Linked DNA regions of Hordeum vulgare: region 2 is linked to region 1. A link is a contact called in public Hi-C data. All regions are on one chromosome and are shown on one strand. The core of a region is the stretch at or near the end of the contact, and the rest is flanking DNA. Distances in the headings are between cores, read along the strand shown.

Region 1 (2,700 bases), core at 67-2,566:
TTCGAGATACCAGATTTGTCACTACAGATGCTGTGAATTTTAGTGAAGCTATTTCATAATGGTTACGGCATAAGAAAGCTCTGTATATTTAATAGTATCACATGTTATTGCCATAAGGACCATTAAGACTACAGAATCCATAGAATACATACCAGCTGACATCGACATATCAGGAAACCAAACCCAATAATTGGTGCAACTCATCACATGTTTCTATTCTGAAATGGGGCTGGTCTATTGGCCTAGTGGCAACAAGTCATCAAAACACGTTTTCATGCTGGATCAAAATATTACTTAGCTAAAACAAAGCTACCACATATTTGCGGAAGCCATAGCTAAGGCCTTATCACAGGCATCACATCCGAGATGTCAAGTGTTCATGATTCATCACAAGGGCAGGGATAACCGGATAAATAACTACTAACATTAGGCCACTCAAACTATACCATCATTAATACCAGCAACCGGGGCACAGGATCATATAAAAATACACTTAATCGTATCATGTACTCCCTCCGTTCCTAAATATAAGACCTTTTAGAGATTGTACTATAAACTACATACGGATGTACATAGACATATTTTAGAGTATAGATTCACTCATTTTGCTTCGTATGTAGTCTCCTAGTGGAATTCCTAAAAGGTATTATATTCTGGAACGGAGGGAGTACTTCCAATTTTGAGGTACAGGCTCCGGTGGAGATGCATGACAGCATGTGTCTCAAACTAACGGCAAGAGTACATATCATCAGAACAAATTCTTAGCTACATGGCTAAGACTAGGAGTAGGTAGATCAACAAGCGTACCTCGTTGAGCGCGTCGTTGATTCCGTGGTCCGCACCGCCACCTCCTCCCTTCCCATTCTCCCCCTTCTCCAGAAACTCCTGCAAGGCCACGCGACACGGATCATCAAAACCAAATTATCCAAAGCGAACCGCCTTCCTGCCACTTGAAGAATCGGGATCGGAGTTTTCGAGAGAGGAGAGCAGCTGCCAGGTCGTGGCCAGACGACGCACCTGTATCTCTGTGAGGATCTCGGAGAGGCGGCCGTTGCGTAGGACGACGGACCCGGCCACGCCCGCGCCGACGAGCATCACGACGCGGGTGAGGCCGAAGCCCGCCTGTGCCACCATCGCCATGGCTGCGCGCCGCCGCGCGTCTGAGGTGGTGCCGGTGGAGGTGGAGGTGGAGGAGGAGGAGGAAAACCTAGCTTAGGTTACGTCGTGAGGTGAGCTGAGGTGCGATCGGGCTGTCTGGGTGGAACGGAGGAGGGTGGTGATGGGAGCCCGTTCAGAAGGAGTGGGGCCTATATGTCAGCGAGTGCACAACGGGGCAAAGTCGGTACGGGTCAATCGAATCCGCACGTGCTGCTCCACCCTAAACCTGGACATATCCCGCGCCGCGAGCCCGACCCGGCCCAATCAGAAAAATGTTAAAATCAAGCCCGAGCCCGGTCAGAATGAACATAAAAGGTGAATTTCGGGCCAGGCCGGACCTTCATGTAAATCATCGTTTTTTTGCAAGTCCGAGCCTGGCCCGAATTGCTTTTCGGGTCCGATTTTCAAACCTGAGCCCGGCCTGACTCCATCTAAAAAAATTGTCTCAAAAGAATAGGGGTAAAAGAAGAGGTAAGCCCAAAAAAGGTAAATTTGATCCAAGATAAATTTAGACATTATATGCTGTAAAAACAATAAACATTATATATAGTAGTTGTACATTTGTGCATTGTCGCAAAACAACAAGCGGGTAACATGAGATCGATCTTGGCTTGTGTATAATTCATGGCCCTCTCACTCTCACATGTTTCTCCTCTAACCACTATTGGGGACCAGCCTCATGGGTCTTCCCCCTCCGCCTGCTGCTCCGTGGCGGGAGGGATGGGAAACCCTCGTGCGGTCATTATCTCTCCTACCACTAGGATAGTTGTTTTTCACACCACCAAAGCACGAGAGCGATTTGGTCATCTTTTCGGTATATGACCGTCAAGCACATCCTTTTATCACTCGTATGGTTGTGGAGTTATCTCGTGTAGCAACGGTGTTTGCACGACCCCTCTCACGATATCGTACTTTCCAAATTGCCTCCATCCCCACATGAGCGTGAGTTAGCCCCGCAGCCAGTTTGTCTCTCCCGCTAGCTCACTCCCACACAGCAAGACATTATAATAGGTCACACAAGAAAGCCTCTAAATGTGTTCGTGTTTATGCGAGAAGTGATTGCATTGTCTACCTCAACACCTACTCATCTCTTCACGGCATGATACCACGTCATATGTTCCCGCCCAATTGCTGAGGAATAATCTTTTCGTCAGCGTCGCCGACTTGCACCTATTCTGACTCAGGGTGACTTAGAGCCCGAGCTTGAGTAGTACCCCGTGGCATGTACTAGTTGTGGCATGTACCCCTACTACAAGTTTCTGTTCCACCGGCTAATCACCAACTAACTAAAAACATTATGTCAATTGCCACGAGCAACACTAATCATGATCGCATGTCATGTATGATGTGACATGTGCAATAACGTAATTCAATGTATGATTATGTTGAGTTGTTTTATTTTTATTTGGTGTTTCTCCCCGTTACGAATGTTGCTTGTTTTCTTGTTCTTCTATTTGGGCATGATCTCGACGACTAATGGTGTGTTGCTCTTACTGTCTGATATTTATCATGGAAGAAAGTAGAAGTAGATGGTGTCCAAAG
Region 2 (2,700 bases), core at 165-2,664, 72 kb before region 1:
GTATGTGGTCCCATCGCCCCATCTCAAGGATGTGTGGCGAAGGCTAAGAATGTTCGGCCACGCCTCGTCACATTCACGCGGGTATCCACCCGCACCACACATTTCATCATGTTCCAGCAGTAAGTGAAAGTAATGGTGTGTCTATAACATCACAGGAATCCAAGGTATCAACCTTGATGATTTCCAATTGATGTAACCATCAAGATGACCAGGGAGGAATCACCCTCGATGGTTCATGCTTGAGGGGTTGCACGACAGAGTCGTTATTGGAAGTGGTGAAGGAGGAATCACCCTTCGTAATCCACCTCCGGTTGACTACGCTATAGGGCTAAGATCACGAGTATATGACGAGGTGTCACCTCAGTACTCGATAGTAGCTCTGTAGAGTCGTACAACTAAGGGGGTGTGAAGTGGTGCGACGAGTCATGGCTTGTCAATCGATTGGTCGAGTCTTCGGTTCTTCAATGTCGTCGAGTCTTTGATGATGAAGCACGGGCAACTGGGACTAAGTGGGGTCACTGGGGATCACTAATCCACCTATACTAAGCATTTGATATGCAGTAGGGTACAATAGCACTTTATTACGAATAGGAGCTATCTACAACAGTATCAAAATCTAATGCAAACATGAGGGAGAAAGAATGGGCGATATAGGGATGATCAAGGGGGTTTTGCTTGCCTTGTTGCTCTGGTGCAAAAGGCTGGTCGTCAGGGGGGTAGTCGTACCTAGCAGCAGCGTTAGCTTCGGCATCTACCGGAGAAAAGAGGGGAAGAAACAATAAATAAAAGCAAGCAGATGCATCACGATACATGACATGTAAATACGAAGTGCTAGGGATGAGCTAACGCAGTATTACACGTCATGGACAGAGCGGGAAAATATCTGACGATATTTCCCAGGTCTGTGGCTACTACCGGACAAGTGATCCTCATACCAAAATGTCCATGTTCACCATGCTAGGAGCATGTTACACATGAACAAACACCGTATTCGGATTCATGGGCTTTTTTCAGCAACTTTCATATATAAATTATTTTCATGTGAGTTACAGATTGTTTTATATTAATTTCTCATGTTTTAATAATAATCTGATATTAATATATATTTATTTTAATTCAAAATTTTACTTATTGCATCAGCATGACATCACGGCGATGTGAGTAGTCAACCCGGCTATCTCACGTCAAACCTGACAGCTCGGCCCCACGTGTCATAATCACTCGGTAATTCTAAAGTACAAAATTAATCTAATTACCATAGCCCACATGTAATTGTATATTTAATCAAATTAATTAGACTAATTAAATTGCCATATTAATTAGGTGTTAATTGAAACATGGGCCCACATCTCACTCGCCCACGGGATAGTGGCCCACGAGTCACGTGCTGGGGCTACCCAGTCAGCATAGTTGACCAGGGTCAACCCTACCAACTTGAGCCATGGGGCCCGCGGGTCAGTGACCCTGGGGTGGCCCCGGTGCAACCTCGCCGACGGGCGGCGCTGGAGTTGCTCCGGCGAGCCAAACAACACGGCGGAGGCACGGGAGGGGGTCAAAAATCGTCCACACGACGTCATTTTGCACACGGAGGGGCTTGTTCAAACGACAGGGCACACCCGCATCCATCCTGGCCAGCGGGAGGATCTAGGGTGGCTGCTAGCATCGCCAGCGACAAGGTTAACAACGGCTGGGGTTCGGGCTATGGTGGGGACGACACTACGGCGGGGACGAAGCAAAACGGAGTGGCTAGCGAGGTCCTACGCGACGCGGTAGAGCAGGTGCACACGACCCCGGGACCAATTGTCCACCGGAGGCCCGTCGACAAGGAGCTCACTCGGCGAAGCATCTCGGTCGCTAGTGGATCTAGCTCTAGAGCTCGAATATGAGCGCGAGGAGTGGGGGGAGGACAGAGGGGCTCACTGAGAACGTGTAGGTGTGCAAAGCGGGTTTGAGGAGGCATGATGTCACCGGAATCATCCACGGAGCTCGCCGGAGCCGAAGAGGAAGAAGAGGTCGGGGCCGGTGACGTAGGGGCTTCCGACGTCTTGCGGATCTATGGGGAGAAGAATATTATGGAGACGGAGCGAGAGGGCACGGTGGTGAGGCGCGGGAGGCACGGTGGCCGCGGTTAGGCGACGGCCATGGCAGCGACGGCGCGGGTCCGAGCGTGGGAGAAGCAGGTGCGCGAGGGGGGATGGAAGGGGTCTAGGGTTCCAAGGGCGTCAGGGAGGGACTTTTAGGTGCGGCATCGCCGGCGGATGGCCGTCACGGCATCGGGCGCAGCCGGTGGCGCGCATCGTCGTGTCCATGCCTCCCGGTGAACACAAGGTAGGGGAGGACCCGTGTTGGGCTGGGCCAGTCCCTGTGGACTAAGGCCGAGCACAGGTAAGTCTTTCCCCTTTTCTTTTATTTCTTTTATGTTCATTTTTTATTTACTTCTATTTTGGTTTTAATTGTAATAACAAATGACTTTTCTAAAATATGTGATAGGGTCCAATATTTGGTAGTGTCACAAAATGTTTGGGACCCATTTGGAAGGTGTGGGTATTTTCATAATTCAAAAGATATTCAATTAATTGTTTTGGCCTCTATTATTATTGTTTGGAGGCACTTAAATACTCTGTAAAAATATGGTTTCAATTTTATAATAACTAGGTGAATTTTTTCAAATCCACCATGATTTTAGTTTTCATGTTTGGA

The links. Hi-C and Micro-C count contacts between places; a contact is called where the count stands out from the background.
Region 2: a contact with region 1 is called in a Hi-C map of leaf, with 1.9 times the contacts expected there. The contact joins the enhancer-like site here to the promoter of LOC123427139 in region 1. A contact is called at or near these places in 2 of 6 Hi-C or Micro-C datasets (leaf and seedling).

The regions. Positions count from the first base shown.
Region 1 is chr1H:136,375,349-136,378,048 of MorexV3_pseudomolecules_assembly, reverse strand. LOC123427139 reads right to left here and starts at 1,316. Exons shown (of 12, transcript XM_045111115.1): 1 at 1,018-1,316; 2 at 808-885. The coding sequence starts at 1,140.
Region 2 is chr1H:136,447,730-136,450,429 of MorexV3_pseudomolecules_assembly, reverse strand. No RefSeq gene overlaps it. Among protein-coding and RNA genes, the nearest start is that of LOC123427139, 72 kb to the right of the region's middle. Within about 2 kb of position 1,414, at least 3 of the 3 cell types and tissues checked have open chromatin away from gene starts, as enhancers often do. A contact at or near this core is called in leaf and seedling, where this site is marked.